4 separate regions of the Sus scrofa genome follow, and all the other regions are linked to region 1. A link is a contact called in public Hi-C, HiChIP or PLAC-seq and promoter capture Hi-C data. All regions are on one chromosome and are shown on one strand. Each heading gives the region's core, a stretch centred on a gene start, on an enhancer-like site or on the middle of the called end of the contact. The rest is flanking DNA. Distances are from core to core; before and after follow the strand shown. Region 1 holds the start of RPS6KB1 (ribosomal protein S6 kinase beta-1). Region 2 holds the start of BRIP1 (Fanconi anemia group J protein). Region 3 holds the start of INTS2 (integrator complex subunit 2). Region 4 holds the start of CLTC (clathrin heavy chain).

What was found. Promoter capture Hi-C pulls out the DNA fragments that hold promoters and counts their contacts. Hi-C and Micro-C count contacts between places; a contact is called where the count stands out from the background. HiChIP or PLAC-seq counts read pairs in DNA pulled down with a chosen protein or histone mark.
Region 2: a promoter capture Hi-C map of fetal skeletal muscle shows a contact between it and region 1, with 5 times the contacts expected there. The contact joins the promoter of BRIP1 here to the promoter of RPS6KB1 in region 1. A contact is called at or near these places in 2 of 5 promoter capture datasets (fetal liver and fetal skeletal muscle) and 4 of 47 Hi-C or Micro-C datasets (alveolar macrophages, heart right ventricle, mesenchymal stem cells and 1 more).
Region 3: a Hi-C map of embryonic fibroblasts shows a contact between it and region 1, with 4 times the contacts expected there. The contact joins the promoter of INTS2 here to the promoter of RPS6KB1 in region 1. A contact is called at or near these places in 2 of 5 promoter capture datasets (fetal liver and liver), 2 of 47 Hi-C or Micro-C datasets (embryonic fibroblasts and fibroblasts) and 1 of 2 datasets of contacts at active chromatin or transcription factors (alveolar macrophages).
Region 4: a contact with region 1 is called in an H3K27ac HiChIP or PLAC-seq map of alveolar macrophages. The contact joins the promoter of CLTC here to the promoter of RPS6KB1 in region 1. A contact is called at or near these places in 1 of 5 promoter capture datasets (liver) and 2 of 2 datasets of contacts at active chromatin or transcription factors (alveolar macrophages and skeletal muscle).

Annotation. Positions count from the first base shown.
Region 1 is chr12:36,109,455-36,113,759 of Sscrofa11.1, reverse strand. RPS6KB1 (ribosomal protein S6 kinase beta-1) reads right to left here and starts at 2,176. Exons shown (of 15, transcript XM_003131671.5): 1 at 1,898-2,176. The coding sequence starts at 2,038. It overlaps TUBD1 (tubulin delta chain), which reads left to right and starts at 2,454. Exons shown (of 6, transcript XM_013981124.2): 1 at 2,454-2,568.
Region 2 is chr12:36,496,230-36,500,534 of Sscrofa11.1, reverse strand. It overlaps BRIP1 (Fanconi anemia group J protein), which reads right to left and starts at 2,397. Exons shown (of 21, transcript XM_021067301.1): 1 at 2,329-2,397; 2 at 618-733. The coding sequence starts at 710. INTS2 (integrator complex subunit 2) reads right to left here. Exons shown (of 25, transcript XM_021067302.1): 25 at 3,942-4,305.
Region 3 is chr12:36,432,145-36,436,449 of Sscrofa11.1, reverse strand. It overlaps INTS2 (integrator complex subunit 2), which reads right to left and starts at 2,057. Exons shown (of 25, transcript XM_021067302.1): 1 at 1,952-2,057; 2 at 346-652. The coding sequence starts at 1,970.
Region 4 is chr12:35,847,435-35,851,739 of Sscrofa11.1, reverse strand. CLTC (clathrin heavy chain) reads right to left here and starts at 2,359. Exons shown (of 32, transcript NM_001146127.1): 1 at 2,318-2,359. The coding sequence starts at 2,359.

The sequences.
Region 1 (4,305 bases), core at 927-3,426:
ATTTCTTTCTCTTTCCTATTTTCACCAGTTTCTCTAGCTTCTTCTTCCAAAACTTTTCAAAATCGTGTTGGCTTATACTCAACCAATGTCCAGTAGAGGTCCCAGTTCATAACAACAACAACAAAATTTTTTTTTTGGCTTTTTAGGGCTACACCTGCAGCATAAAGAAGCTACGAGCTAGGGGCAGAGTTAGAGCTGTAGCTGCCAGTCACAGCCACAGCCACATCAAACTCGCATCCTCATGGATACTAGCAGGGTTTGTTACTGCTGAGCCACAACTGAAACTCCCACAGAAACCTTAATATAGTATTTTACTTCAAACTCCTAATAATCCCATGGTCTGGAAATTCTAGCAGTTCAACTGATGCAGATTTTATAAAGCATCCTTCCTATCCAGTTTTCTCTTCTGCTCTGCTCCAAAGGCACTACCATATGGAGCCAATATAATGATAAGAGTATATTACATGTAATGAAAGTAATCCCATATTTGTTTCAAACTGCATTCAGTGGTATCTCATATTCCATTAAGAGACTAACAGGAATTCCATATGCAAACATATTAAAAGTACATATCTCAATAACTCACCTTCCATACTGACTGATCTTGATTTAGACTCATTTAATTTTGAAAAGAACAGTATTGCTTTAGCCCACTTAGTTTCTTAGTTCTTTATATATATAGCATCTCAACCTTTTGTCAGCATGCAAGGAACAACTTACTCCCCAGAGGAGGAAAACAGGATAAGGAAGAGAAAGGGAAGCCCCTTGGGTAGTTAGAGCAAAAACCTGATATCAGTTATTAACTCATCTAGACACTGGAATGTAGTATCTCAATTACCATGAGGTTATCATTGAAGGCCATTTGTGATTTAGTATGACAATACCATTTTGAATGTCACGTACAACTTGTGATTTTTCAATAAATTTACCTTGAAAAAAAGAATCTTGAATAAAGAAAAACTACTAACCAAAGGTGAACCAAGCTATGCATTAGGAAAAACAATTCTAAATTTAGCACCCCAAATTACAGCAAGGAAAGCCCTCACACCACCATTCACAAGTCTCAGTTTAAGCAATTTATTTTTGGCAAGCCAAATCACAGCTGTCAACGCTGGTTTTTTTCCACCCCAAAATTACATCAAGTATTTTGAAAAAATGTAGACATCTTCAACTGGGAGAAAAGTAAGTTACAAATGCCGTGTGTCGTTATAAATGCTTAACAAAAAAGTCACACGGAAGGAGGTTTTTGTTTAAAAAAAAAAAAAAAAAAGCAAACAAACAAACCCTGGAAGATGCAGCAGAGCCCCCTTGCTCCCGAAATAAAACTCCTGGTGGCTGTAACAGCAGCGGCAGCGCTACTCCCGACAGAAGTTTTCAGCTGTCACTTCTAACAGCTGAGCGCTTCCTAGGAGAGAAGCGACAGGCCGAGAAAAGAGGTGGTTGTGGGAGGTCTGAAGATTTAATACTTGAAATCTTACACTCAAGGGAAACCCTTCCGCTCTTCACCTGCACTTACGGGACACCCAGCCAGCGCAATCCCCCTCCCCCCAACACACGCTTCCACCACTCGCGCCCCACCACATTTAAGTCCACTAGCTCCAGGAATCGACCACGCGCCCTTTCTCGTTCCCTCCGCAGGCTGCTCCCAGCTGCGCTGTTCTGGGGCTAGGGGCGCGACCTGCACCTGCAAGCCCCGCAGCGGCCTCACACCTAAGGCCAGGTCCGCCCCACCCGTCCCCCCCCCACCCCCAGCTTCTGGCCGCGCGGCACCTCGGCTCCTCCCGCGGACTACTCGCTCCCCCCTGGGTCTCCGCGCTCTCGGACGCGCGGGGCTTCCAGGGCCCGCGCCACCGCCCCGGCCCTGTCACCTCGGGCCCCCCGGGACCCCGGGCCTCACCCCCTCCTCCAGCTCATCCTCAGAGCCCGCGTCCTCTGGCTGATCCAGGTCTATGTCAAACACTCCTGCCATGTCCTCAGCTTCCCTGTCTCGGAAGTCCGGCGCTGGGTAAAAGCCGTCCCGCCTCCGTCGTCGCCTCATGGGCCCGGACCCGCCGCAGCCACTGCTGCCGCTGCCGCCATCACCGGCTGCCTAGGCTCAGTGCGTCTGCGCTTAGGCCCCAGACTGGCTCCTGAAGTTCAGCACTGGAGCATGCGTACAGGATTCTGTGAAGCCGAACTGTGGGCAGTGAACATGCGTAGAACTATTGCCAGGAACCAGGTACTGGCAGAAACATGCGCAGAAGCCCAGCCGAAGCCTCTCTTGGAAGCCAGATCATGCGCATTGTCAGCTAAAGAGTTTGATGGACAGCGAGCATGCGTACCGTGTCTGAAATTGATAAATTGAAATTGAACATGCGTAATTAACCTTACTGAATAGGAAAAAAAAAAAAAAAAAACACCCACCGCGGGGAGGGCGGGGGGGAAAAAGCGCAACAAATCTCTACGTTTGTGGTACATGCGCATTCGTTCTCTGTAGTTTTTTTTTTTCTTTTGAAAGAGCATGCGCATAATAAGAGGGTTGCCCCTCGAATTTGAACCGGACAGAAACGGCTGGTTCTGGGGCTGGCAGTGAGTGGGGTTTTTGGGGAGCTGCTGGGGTGGTATAGAAAGGGAGCATCTTGGCTTTGCTAATTACTAGTTCGGTGGCTTTGCGAAAATCACATAACCTTTCAGAGCCTTAAGTTTCCTTATCTGTAAAATGAAAGTAATGACATCTATTTTGCAGGCTTGTTTGATAATTTTAAGTACAGAGTCTGGTTCCCAAACCACAGCTCTTTCCATTGCTCCGTGGACTCGGTGTGAGGTCTTAACCAAAAGTTGTCTCTTTACATTGTTAAAAATAGTGAATACTTTCTCTAATATTTCATCCCGTCTTTTTTTCCCCCCAAGCTTCGTCTCCCATGCTGTCCTCCCTGAGCTAAATACAAAGTCTTTCCTGTGTTACTGTGGTGCCTAGAACAGAAAGACGATTGGAGGGAGAAAATAATTATTTGGAAGAGAGAATATTAATGTTAATAAAATGTGCTATTGTTGAGCTAACTTCTGCATTATGTCCCTGTGGTGTGAAGTGTATGCTATGAATTCCTTCAACCGGGATTCCTTTTGTTTTTTTTTTTGTTTGTTTTAAATGCATACTTAGGAAAATAGTGATTACAAATGAAAATTTGAAAACTATTGAGCTTTATATAAATGAATTTGGGTACAGTAAATCCCAAAACCATATAAAGAAAAAGAACAACTTTCTTAAATGTTTGGCTTCTTAGACAAGATAGCTATTTTATCTACAGCGCCATAGACATATATAGTATTTTTAAAAATGTTTTTTTCTTTTAGGGTCACATCTGAGGCATATGGAAGTTCCCAGGCCTGGGGTCGAATCTGAGCCGCAGCTGCCAGCCTATGCTACAGCCTCAGCAATGTGGGATCGAAGCTGCATCTCTGAGCTATACTATAGCTCACAGCTATGTCAGATCCTTAACTCACTGAGCAAGGCCAGGGATCAAACCTGCATCCTCATGTATGCTAGTCAGGTTCATTGCCCCTGAGCCACAATGGGAACTCCTAAAAAAATTAATTTTTATTGATTGTGTATTAACGTATGTGATACTTTATTTGTTCTTTATTAATAATGTAAAGGCTATATTACTCAAAGGCTATATTTTTTCAATTACAGGTTGCTCACTTTTTTGAGAGAATAGGCCTAGTTCGTGTCTCAGCATGTCAATAGTAACAGTGCAACTTGGTCAATGTGGTAATCAGATTGGTTTTGAAGTGTTTGATGCTTTATTTAGTGATTCACACTGTCCCCAAGGACTCTGCTCTAAAAGAGAGAATGAGGCATATCAAGCATCTTGCAAAGAAAGATTCTTCAGTGAGGAGGAAAATGGAGGTATGTGTGCTCCAGAGTCCTGTCCTTTATTCTGACGTAACCTTTTCAAGGCCAGACCTTCCTCATGGTGTCTGAACCCTTTCCTCGTCCACCTTACTGCAGAACGACTTTGCTTTCAGCCCTTTGTTTCTTTATTAAGAACTTTTGTCTCTCTGGTGACATATTCCCCTCAACACGTTAGCAAGCCCAGATCTTGCCAATCCTAAACCAAACCTGACTTAGCTCTTGACTATAGCTTTCTTCTTCCTCTTATCTCTTTGCTTTCTCATCTAAGATTCTGAAAGAAGAACCCTCATTAACCAACTATAATCCTGCTTCTGCCCTATAATACCACTGAAGTTATTCCATGAAAAATTCCCAATGATCTCTTAAATTACCAGGTCCAATGACTGGTTTTCTTTTCCTAAATCACTTAA
Region 2 (4,305 bases), core at 1,148-3,647, 390 kb before region 1:
CACTCAGTGGGTTGAGGATCCGGTGTTGCCATGCACTGTGGTGTAGATCACAGACAAGGCTCGGATCTGGCGTTGCTGTGGCTCTGGTGTAGGCCAATTGCTACAGCTCCAATTAGACTCCTAGCCTGGGAACCTCCATATGCCGCACGTGCAGCCCTAAAAAGGAGAAAAAGACAAAAAAACAAAAAGTAAAGATGGCAAAACATTAAGATTTAACAAAGCTGGTAAGTTGGTTTACTCACGTTTGTATATTAATTTCTATATGATTAAAATATTTCAAAAAATTTTGGTGAAAATACAGTATTCTGTGTAAGATAATAAATACTTTGTATTTCAAAGTAATGAGGCAAAGTAAAGCAGTACTTCAATAAATAGAAGTTCCAAATGAGCTGAGAACATTTTTCAGAATGTTCTCCTTTGCCCCCTAATAGAGACAAATACAGTTTTGTAGCGACCAGCATTTTTTTCCAAAGGTTAGATGTTCTTTAATGAATCCAGCAAATGTTTTCAATCTATTTACTATCTGAGAAAACATAGTCACAGACTCACTGTATGTTGTGAATTATAAGCATCTGTATCTCAGTAAAGACTTAAAATAACTGCTGAAAAATACTTACAGAATTCATCATAGCAAGCTGTGATGGATAAGCTTTATAAGGAAAGTCAATCTTCACCCCACCAATTGTATATTCAGACCGTATTGAAGACATCACGCTTTACTTCCGATTCCTAACTGCCAAGAGAAATGAGAGTCAATGTTGAAAGAATGCCATTCAAAGAAAAACCAGATACCTTACACTGAAACACAAGTCTTGAAATAAAAATTGGAATTAATGTATAAACAACAACAAGAAAGAATTTCCTACTCTTATAAATCACAGTGGTTAAGAGCATGCCTCAGAATCTGACAAATCTGAACCCTATTCTGCCAAAGCTGTGGACCAGGAATTAATAAGTATAGGTTCTAGATCAGGTTCTGACAACAATTGAAATGTTACCTTGATCTTCACTTCTCTAGACTAAGATCCAAATCCCTAATTTAAAAACTGTTGCAAGGGAGAAAATGCCTTGGCATATGTAGGTGCTCAATAATTCTTACGTAAACGTCAATAGGGTATAATGCAAAGAAAATAAGCCTTAAAGTGGAATTGCACTGTGAATTACTTAATCTCACAGAGCCTGTTTCTTCATCTGTAAAATGGAGATAATATAATACTATCTACCTGATAGGGCTTTTATGAAAATTAGCCAGGCACTGAGTCAAAAATTAAATACGGGTAATGTATAGAATGTGCCTAAACTCCAGTATCTGATACAGAGGAAGTGATCTACTTTAATCTCCACCTCTTCTAAACCAACTTAACCTAGGATACATAGATGTAATTCAAAGACTGTGTGTAATCTTTTGATATTGCATGCATAAGTTTCTGTATATGACTGTATTTTTTAAGAGAAAGTCCATAGATTTCTCATTCCCAGATATATATCCTAAGGAAATAACTAAAAATAAAAGGGAAATGATATACACTGTTATCAACTGAGGAATTATTTGCAATAGTGAAGAAATGCTAAATTCCATGTGGGGATGAAGAGATGGGTTAAAATCTCAATTCCACATAGTATAAAGCCTGTCACAACCTTAACCATAGTTATTTGTCCCCAGAGAAATTAAGAATCACTATTCTTAGGTAGTTTCCAGTTGTAACATTTTGTGCTTCCATCTGTGAAGCTCTGAGAACGATATTTGTGGAATCTAAATCCTTAATCTAACCAACAACTCAAGGCTGGCCTAGTAACTCAGATATAACCTAGAAAGCAATCCATCCCCACCCCCACCCCCACCCGTGGTGGCAACTGGCAACAAAAAGGGGTCGCTTCCTCTACACACTGGATAAAGGACAAAACTTATCTGGCTCCGCCGTAGCCCCCTCCCAAGAGTAACGAAAAGCCCCAGACTCGTAGAAGGCCTCTGCTCCAAGGAGGTAAAAGCAGGCTTCCTCCCCACCCCCCACAGGTTTTCGTCCTCATATTCCCTCCTCCCTCAGCAAACCCCGATCCCCAAGGCCCTGGGGATCCACTCCACACCGATGGGCTTGCAAGGCGGGTGGACAAAAGCAAAAGGCACCCTTCTGGCAGGCTTTGCGCCCTCCCCGCGAGAGACAGACTTGCCCGCCCGGCGGAAAATCAAACAATGCCGACTGGGCTCCGATTCTCGGGATAAAGGAAGCCGAAACTTGCAAGCAAACACAGAGAAGTTCCGGCAAAGAGAGGTCCTAGCCTCCCTCTCTTCCTCCCAAGGATGCTACTCCCAGTCGCGGGATTACGTACCTCTTACTTTTTCTCCCCTCAGCTCCCAAGTACAACACTCCAGCGGACGAATTCCCGCCTCCCACCCCTCGACTCCCAGCACCCAATCGCCGGGCGAAGTCAGACAACCAATCACTCGCCAAGACCAGAAACCAGGCAACCAATCCCGACGCGAGGTCAGGGGGCGCGCACGCTGGCACCCAATGGAGGACTCCGCCGTAAAGACCAACCCCAGCTACACGGAGGCATGGGAAGGCGAGCTCCTTGGCGGTGAAGGACTCCCGCAGATCCCAAGAAGATAAAGGGATACAGTTTGCTGTGTTAGACTTCTGGAAACCGGTGATTTAAGCCGTGGCTCAGTTTCCTTGGAAATTCGAAGTCTCATTTTTAAGGTCTCTAGACCAAGCGAGAGGAAACACGCCAAGTTCTCTCAGCATTTCTCAGCGCCACTCGATTCAAATTTCCGAACTTTCCGGTACCCAGAGTAATGAAAGGAAATGGCCAGACTTCTGAGCCAAACGAGGCGAAAAAGTTGGATGACAGCTGGCTACAGAATCTCCTGATATTCAAGGCTTTCTTAGAGACCACATTCAACTGGAAACGCTCTCCAGCACCAGATCACTCTTAATTCCATTAAAGCTTATCAGCCTTCTGTCCTTCCTAAGACCAATTTGTTCTTTGCCAAGAAATACACTTCGGTTTCCTCAAAGGTAGGGGGGTTAATCATGATCTCGCCAAATTGATATTTAAAAAAAAACAATCCTCTACCTAAACTTGGCTCAAATGGCTACTCTCCCAAAAAAGCAAGACCTGAAACATTTTCTCAGATTCCGAGAAACCAGTTTGGGGAGAGAGGTTTGCTGCAGAAGGGAGCAACAAAAGTCGAGTTTGCTTGCCTCACTTTCAGTTTTACTACATCTTCCCCAAATGACAAAACAGTCATAAAAATAAATTCTACCCTTTAATTTAGTAATCTCGGGCTCAGAAATTTACCCTAAAGAAGTAATCTAAAAGAAAGAAAAGTAATAATAGCTCTAGTGACAACAAGTTCTATTCTTTTTATTTATTTATTTTTAACAAGGCCTATTCTAATACTGAAAAAAAAAAAAAACCCTAACTTCCCAGGGAGATGATTATATCAATTCAATCATTATGGAACCGATAAAATAAATGTAAAACCAAACAACCTGCCAAAACTCCATAACGTTAAATGAAAAAAAGCAGACTCCAAACTGGGTTATTATGAATTTCATTATGTGAAAATACATATTCATAAGCCAAGATGAAGGAAAAGTACAAAAAGTGTAATTTACTGTTAAGACAGTGCAATGGAGGATAGTTTATAAAAATAAATCCTTAAAACTACCTTCAAATTATTATTCTGCTTTTACAAATGTTTTAAATCATCAAATCTTTTTATGTAACTTCTCCAGGATAACTACTCTGATTTTCCTCTCTTAAGTTCATGAGGCTCTGAACTCTCATCTTGTATTGCCATTTGATGTATGTGGCATAATGAAAACTGATACACATAGGCTCTGGAGCCAGACAGTCCTGGATCCCAGTCCCTTGAACTGTTCCTTTCACGTTAATAGCAATGAAACGAAACACACAAAAAAAACACAAGTTCATTTGATAAAGAATACGAATGTTTATAAACCAATATTCAAAATAGCTGCACACATCTTTTTGTCACTTGAATAAAAAAAATCACATTGTGACAAATTTTATAACCTTAACTTAAAATGCATGAATATTAACATTTACTAATATATGTACACATTTTATTTACATCATCAACAAATCTGAGGAAAAACAGCATGTTATTATTTAACACAGCAGGTTTTGACCGTCTTTGAAAATTGATCCAGGAATGTGCACTGCATTTAGTTAGAAAACATATTTCAACCTTTTCTGAACTCCTAGAGGTTTATCTAAACACACAAAATATTCCAAAGCCTCAGTTTAAAACGAAACAAGAGCAGTTGTATTTAATCT
Region 3 (4,305 bases), core at 808-3,307, 320 kb before region 1:
CACTTTCATTAACTACAGTGGCTCACTACTGGCTTCACAACAGGCAAAGAAGGACAAAATATATGCCCAGAATTTGGGGGAATCAATGTAAGCTTAAAAAAGCCTCCCAAGAGATTTCAGGAAATCGTTCTACTCCAGAGGAACTTATCCCACCCTTTTCCCACTGAAAGTAACTGGCCTAAGGACTTACCCTGAATACAAAGTGCACACAAAGTTCTCAGCACAACATTTTATAAGATGGAATTCAAAAGATCATAGAATTTTAATTACAAATAAAAATACTGGATTCTTTCTGTTTTAGCAAATCCAAGTAAATACCAAGCCACAGATTAGATATTACATTACCTAAGCTGCTGTTCTTTGCTGGCGTCCTGTTCTAAAGCATGAAAGTCCACAGACAACAATGCAACAATGGAATTGACAGCTTCTACTCCAGAAAGAAGACGAAGGATGAGTTTTTTATCCTGAGCCCAGCTTTGGCTCTGGTCAGCAGGAGCACAAAGTGCCATCCGCACCAAGCAGGGCAGGAGAAGTCTTAATTCTGGATCGCTTAAAGATGCCAAACGAACAACATCCACCTTCTGCATTGCTTCGAAAGCAAAAGGACTGACAAACTGAAGGCTTGTACACTCGGTCATTATCACAGTTGATCCTAGTGGTTAAAAAAAAAAAAAAGAAGAAGAAGATGAAGAAAAAGAAAAGAAAGAGAAAGTAGGGGTATAACTCCACATGCATGAATGCCTCTCTTTTTAACAACTCTGAAAAATGTGGTCTCTTGTTAATAGGACTAGTCGCTGGCAATATTCCTGGCACAATTAAAGGCTCCCTATGTTTCTATTGCCATCTGGAAAATGAGAAAGAAAACAGAGTATATTAACGTCTCTTCCAGCCTTGGGGATCTTCTGTTGTAATACTCCCATTTTGCAAAGAAGGAATATGAAACCCCGAGGGACTAAGTAACTGGCTCTGAGTAGTATTACTAGTCAGTGGCAAAATCTAACGCTGAACTCTCATCTACTAAAACCCAGTCCAATATTTTCTCCACTATACCAGTCATGAGTGCCACAACGTAGAGTAAAAGATCAGCATAGTAAAGAACGCTCCTCTTTCGTTTCACATGCCTACCCAACATCCGTAAAGCACTGTTAGACTTCTCTTTCCCACCCTCCACGAGTCGGTGGAACCACTATTAAATAGCCTCACTAGCCAGAAGCAATGCCAGATTCAACGCTCTGGAGACAAAAACAGTATGCCATACCTCCTGTGTTCCTAAGTTTAAAAAAACAAAAACAAAAACAAAACAGCTGTGGAGGTGCAATTAGCTGTGGGAGAAAGCTGAGTCCCACTTGGGCACTTTTCTGTCTTCAAGAGTAATCAGAAACAAAACAGCAAGTAGCAGGTAGCCAAAGCCATCCCCTCTGAGACCCACAAAACTGCAGAATCGTAAATAACAAAGAGTCGTGGGCAGAAATGCTGTTTTGCTTTTAATTTTAGCAAGAGGAGCTGGCCTTTTAACAGAGGGGCGGGCTGATAGAGCAGAGGCGTCAAGACCTGTGTGCTCATAGGTCTCGCCCTGGGCGTAAAGAGAACCAACCAGTTCCTCTGGCTGAGAAAAGTCGGGCCGGTGGCGGACACGGACCTCGGAACGCTCTAAGAGCCTGAGAAGCGGAAGCTTCATACCTTAAGATCTACCCTCCAACCTCCCGGGACCCCACCCGGATTCCACGCTCTAGAGGCGGGACGCGGTAGAAATCGAGAGCGCGGTCCGAAGTTGGGCCTAGGCGATAATCCGGATTCCCCAACCCTAGCTGTGCCCTGAGTCGACCTGGACACCAAAAACCCAGACGCCAGAACCCATTGGTCCGGCGGTGCGATAGGGGCTGGATGCGGACCCTGCACAAAGGCAGAGCCCGGACTGAAGGGAGAGGAAAGCAGAGCAGACCGTTTCAACCTGCACACAGCACCTTCATTCATCCCCAGCGTCTGGCTCCGGTCGGCCACCGTACTGGACTGAGAGGAAGAGTGGCTGGCTGTGAAAGGAAACCCGCAGACGTCGCTCAGAGGCAACGGCGCGCGTGCGCGGCCCCACCCCTTCCTCCCCCTTGGTTTGCTCTGCCAAGTTCACTCGAGAAGATTTAGCAGGTTGCTAGCTGTCTTCAGTCTCCTTTCCAGACCCTACCAGCTGACTCTTTTTAAGGTAAATCATTAAGTCCTTACGAAGTGCAGTTTCATCGTCACAGGACTACCGTGGCGTTCAAATGAATACGTACATTAGTATGGAAACGGAATGTTAAAGTTGTCCCCACTGTTCATTGATCAGAACACGAAAGGAATCAGACTGCATACATTTCTTTTCCATCTCTGCCTGTGCCCTTCCAGCACCAAAGTTCTGGAATCCTGGGTTTGTAGAAGAATTTAAAAAGTCATCAAGGAATTCTCGTTTTGGCTCAGTGGTTAACGAATCCGACTAGGAACCATGAAGACGTGGGTTCGATCCCTGGCCTCGCTTAGTGGGTCTTAAGGATCCGGCGTTTCCGTGAGCTGTAGTGTAGGTCGCAGACGCGGCTCAGATCCCGCGTTGCTGTGGCTCTGGCGTAGGCCGGTGGCTACAGCTTCAATTCGACCCCAACCTGGGAACCTCCATGTGCCATGGGTGCAGCCCTGAAACACACACACACACACCAAAAAAGAATATATGTATATATGTATGTATACATGTATGTATATATGTATGTACAGCATTTTTTTCCTTAGTGGTACATGAAATAATGTTTTACAATTACTGGTGTCTTATATTTGTTTGATGAAATGTGTTATATAGTTCCTATACTCTAAGTCCTGGATGAAGTGAACATTCTCACCCCTGAATGGCTTTGATTTATTCTTTTCTACCTTAATTTTCAATCAGGTTGGGAAAGAAAGAAAAGGAGACTGGCACAACACAGTAAATCAACTATACTTTAATAAAATAATAAATTTTAAAAATTTAAAAAGAAAAGGAGAAGTTCTCTTGTGCAGCAAAGTTAAGGATTTGGCGTTGTCACTGCAGCGGCTTGGGTGGCTGCTGTGTCTCAGGTTCCATCCCTAACCATCACATGCTGCAGACTTAGCCAGGAAACAAAAAAAAAAAAGAGAAAGAAAGAAAAAACAAACAAACAAAAAAAAACCAGTCTCAGGCATCATAGGTGCTTTTACATAAGTTATTGCCCAGTAAATGACTTTCTAGAAATTAGAAGACTTAGGGATTTAAAGGAGCACCCATGTTCCTTGGAAATAGAATTTCAAAAGTAAAAAGATCTCAGCAGTGATCTAGCTCCAGTTTTCTCAACGTGGAACTCTTTTTATAGTTACCCTGTTTTGTAAGATTTCTTCAATTGTTTCTGCCTGTCAAGATCTTTTTTACTTGTCTTTTTGTCTTTTTAGGGCCTCACCCTAGGCATGTGGAGGTTCCCAGGCTAGGGGTCTAATCAGAGCTGTAGCCGCCAGCCTACACCAGAGCCACAGCAATGCCAGATCCAAGCCTCGTCTGCCACCCACACCACAGCTCACGACAACGCCAGATCCTTAACCACCGAACAAGGCCAGGGATGGAACCTGCAACCTCATGGTTCCTAGTCGGATTTGTTAACCACTGAACTACGACGGGAACTCCGGTCAAAGTCTTTTTTATTCTTCTTTTATACTGGCTGTCTACTTTGGCTAAACCTATCATATCTATGTTAATTTTATGGATAACATGTTGAGTAGACTTAGGTCCAGGCAAGGTTCCATAGGTTAACATTGAGACATCTCTCTAGTTGACCTAGCTCCACCAGTTAAGCCTTTTGAGATATGATTGTTCAACCAACTCTGAATCATCCCAGCTCCTAAAACCCTTTCCTGCTTGGGGATAAAGTTCACTTTCTTTAAGGTGGCATTCAAAAGACAATGTTTTTTGTGGTCTGACCTCTCTTAGCTTGGACTCCTGTCATATCTTACCATGGTGCCTCCATTCTAGTCTGAACAGCTTATTTCCCAAATCCTTCATGTTATTCAAGAGCCTTCTTACTATTCCTTCTACCTGGAATACCTTTTCTCTTTATGTAGTAACTCCCAAGTATCCTTTCTTACCTCTAGTGTTCCCTTGCTTCGAAATCCTTCCCTGACAAATCACCTGTCTCTTCATTAAAGTACCCTTCTTCAATGCTCCCAAGGCACTCTTTGCTTCTTTCATCATAGCATTTCACATATTACACCATAGTTGTTAGAACTCGTCTGTCCCTCTCACCAGAAAGTAAGTACCTTGTGGGCAAGAACTGTGTTTAT
Region 4 (4,305 bases), core at 1,110-3,609, 260 kb after region 1:
TTCACAGGCTAACTCTACACTCAAATTCCTCAATTCCAATTTCCAATTTTTATCCTAAGTGTTTCAGAAAGTATTCTGCTCCTAGCAAACTGGCAGGCAGTCAGAAGTCAAAAACCTAAGATGCCAATTAAAATAATCCTTATTAATTTTTATAAAGGGAAGGGACACTAATGAGAAGTCAGGCGTTATCCTGGAAGAGGTTGGTGATTAGGGCCCTGTGCAATCAATCATTATCAGCTGGAGTATACAGTCACCTTAGCATGCTTAAGCATGGCATATATATTGCTCAAAAAAATGAATGACTAAATTCTTCAAATACATTTGCGAGGTTACTTTACATTCTTCAAATTATTTGAGAAGGAAATGGCTTCACTTAAGTATTTGCAAAAACACTGAACCACTTAGAAATTAGACCCGTATTAAATCTGTCTTCAATTAGTGACAAGGTTGGAGTTCCATCTTTGGGATTATTCAACAATCTTGTCTCCTCTTTAACAAAAATGAAAAACTATTGTTCAAAACACCACTAGTCAAGAAATAAGGTTTACTAGTGGGTGGGCTATACCTCTGCTTTGTAATACAAACAATCGTAACTGCTTTTTTTCCTGTATGATTTTACAAACTTGTCTGCAGGAAGATTACAGTCCAGAAGCACTTTAGTCTGAGGACAAGGCTGTGTTTTCCCCTCAAACATTACTTTCCTAACCCCTGACAATCACTTACACCCCCGCCTTAAGAGAAGAAACCACAGCAACTAAAATTTGGATTGAGCATTAACAACTTCTGTATCCATTTTTCCACATAATGTTTTTTAACCTTTTGTAAAATAGTGTTCTACTACATCTGATAACCAAAGATAGCTGAATAAAGTGTATTCCTTAACTCATTTTTTGAGGAGATGATTATATTTCAAGACTTAAAGGAAAAGAAGTCTTGGTGATGCAAGTGTTACCTGTAAAAAAATTATTATGTTGGTAGTCAGAATATTAAACTTTTTTATTAACAGTAATCCTTTATGTATAACAATGGCAAGTAGAAAATAAAATAGCCTTCAATAGTAAAGTGTCCAAAAGGTCACTAGTATTAGTGTCACATCATTCCACTGGTACCTCTTTTGTAATAATAACATTACAAAATTAGTCCTTCAAATGACTGAACTGAGGCAGGCCTCTTTAAGGAAGTAACTGGAAAGAAAGCCTATTTTATGGATAAATTATTTCAGCCAAAGTAGAACCAGGAAAATTGGAAGCTCAAAAGAGACTTAATTCAGTCAAGCCCTCCAACGATCACCTGCCTGGGCCCGCCACGGGCATGTTGCCAGATAAGACAGTCTGTTGCCTACAGGATAATGCACCATGGGGAAGAACTCTAGAAGCTACTAAAGGAAGCCAACGGCAGACCAAATAACCTTGCATATCTCCGGGCAGGTGTGCTCTATCTCCAGGGCTCATTCAATTCCATGCAATCCTGAGGGAGATACTCAGGGCAAGCCAACTACCCGCTGGACCAGCAGACCCCAAGATAACCTCTGGACAACTCTTTTTCTCCCTTCTAGAAGCAAAGAGGGAATAAAAGCCACACCATTCCCAGAGAAATCAAAAAAGGGGAGAAAAGCCGAGTTCTCCTAGAAAACTTGATCCCACACACTCTGCGACTGACACCGCCCTGAGAAATATGTTCCCCCATTCTATCCTCCTTTTCCTTCAGTGACCTTCTCTGTTCCTACAGCCTCAGGGAAGGCGAGAGACATGCCACCGCCGTCCCCCCCCCCCACCCCACCCCAGGGAAGGTGCCTTTCCTGTTGAGAGCCGCAGAGGGAGGAAGAAAAAAGGCTGCTCCTCCCCAACCCACCCGCGCCACAACTCCAGGGTGCAGACACGAAGGGGAAATGGTAAGAGAGAGAGCAATGGGAGGTGACAGTCCTGCACTGGCCTAGGGGATAAGAATTCTTGCTCTACAAGAAACGCGGGAGAACCCTTCCCCCGCCCCCAACCTACCCAAATGAATGAACTGGATAAAACCGGGGGGTGGAAAGGTTAGTATGCGCAGTTCTTGTCATCCAGGAAGCGAAGATGAAAAAGCCTTCAAATCCAGGCCTGGCCTCGCTCCCCTATGTACCCAGACTCGCGTCCTTTCCATCCAAGCCCCCACATCATTTAACCCTTTAAGCTTTCCAAATAGTGCCCCCATTCTCCATCTACCCCAGGAACCGATTACCACCCCCCCATTCTACCCTTTTTGCTTGGGCTCAGACTCCAACTTCTTCCTTCCTACCGCCCTCTCTACATAGCCTTCACCAGCCAGGGCCCCACCGCACCTGAAGATGCTCCTGAAAACGAATTGGCAGAATCTGGGCCATGGCGCTGTCGGGGGGTATGGTCTCCTCCTGTCACTGGGGCTGCGGGGCAGTGGCTGCCCAGGCTCTCCAAGGGAGAGGAGGAGAAGGGGGAGGGGGAAGGCTGGGCTCGGCAGGATAGTCTCCGGGGACGCAGGAAACTGGCAGGCAGACGAAAGAGCTCAGGTCGGGGGCGGAGGCTCCAGGGTCCGGGAGAGCCGCAATGGCGGAACCGGGCGCAGCGCAGACTCCGGAAACGGCTGAGCCCTGCGGAGGGATCCTGGCGACAGAACTCCGCCCAAGTTGCCTCACCCCCTCCGCCTTATGTACCCCTCCACGGAGTGCCGCGATACAGCGGAGGCGCAGGAATTTGGGGCGCAGTGCGCTAAAAGCCTCACTTACTGCTACGACACGGTGGTAAATAGAGGACTCGAAGGGACTACTTTTTTAGCCTCATCACTTTCCCCGGCCGCCTGCTTTCCCTCCACCCTCCCCTTTTTTTTTGCATTTTGCCACATCATGCGACTAGGGGCGACTAACGTCATTTCCGTGGGCGCTTTAGGTCCCACCCACGTACTTCCGGGTGCACGTGATGCTGGTCGGGAAAGGTCGGCTGCTTACTGCTAGAATGCAGCGCGAATTTTAGGGAAGTGCGGCGTCTCCTGGGAATGAGGTGGCTGTTGGGCCGCCTTGAGGAACGGCGGTGCTGGTCCCTTCCCCTGTGGGCCTTACCTATTTAAACCGAGTCCCCTTACGAAGAAGACGTGGCGTGGGCAGATGGGCCCAGCCTCCCGCCCTCTCCGTGACTCAGGGAAACCGCCTCCCTGCAGAGCGCTCCTGGCAGCCGGCTGCGGCGCTCCTCCCCCGCCTAGTTTCATGTGGTGGGTGGTTTGTTACTTCCCAGGGAGGAGGGTATGAAATGGGGTTTAAAAACCCTCTCTGCACTTGTGCACGCCCTTCTGCCGTTTGCAAAAGCTGACGCTTGGGTTCTAACTAGAACTAGTAGTCTCTTCGGATATTAAACAGTTGGTTCACAGGACAGTGAAAGTCATTTATGAGTATCTCAAGCTGGCCTTGTGATAGCCTTTCTTAACGTTTCTGCGGACATTTTGGCGGACGTGTATATGGGTCTAGCTTCGTAATAAATCGTGTTGAAGAATTGTAGTGTCATGAATACACTTAAGAATTGGACTAAAATTGTAGTAGGAGGGTTTTTTAAAGTCATGTCTAGTAATGAGCCTCAAAGATTTCTTAAAGATAGTATGTAAAAACCTCGGTGTGGTTAATGTACACGCTTGGAGAAAGGGATTAACTATTACTGGTCTATTTCCCTGGGACCACCTGAACACTGTAAATTAGCAGTTTGGGGATGCAAGAGCTTCAAAGGGGGAGCACCGCGTCTTCTAACAGCATTAAGGTATCTAAGGTATTCATTATCGATTAATAAACTTCCCAGTACTTTATTGCTAAAGTATAAGCTGTAATATTGCATAATAGCCCAAATACAATAAAGTGAATTTTGTACTTTTCATCTTGTAAGAGATGTGATTGTTTTTCCAGAAAGATCTTGAAAAATTCAAGTACACATTAATTAGTGTCCTTTTCAGTTAAATATAAAACCCTATTAGGTATACAATAATTTTGTGTGTTAAGCAGTTTTGCTTAAAGAAATTTGCTTAATCATTTAAATTGCTTTAAATGTTTTTCCCAAAGTATATCTCACATACTGAGGATGAGAGAAGAATCTTTGGCCGGTAAGGCAGCAGACTGTTCTGCAAAGAAAAGCTTTGCCACCATGTCGTCAGAGTGACTATTTATGCTTGGCAAAATTTCATTGTGTTTTGTTAAGCCACATACTTGAAGATGTTTTGTATTCTGCAACATTTGAAATTACTTTCTGATACCAGTTTAGTAGTAGCTGCTTTGAATCTTTTTTGGAAGTAGACAAATTCTAAATTAAATATCTAAAG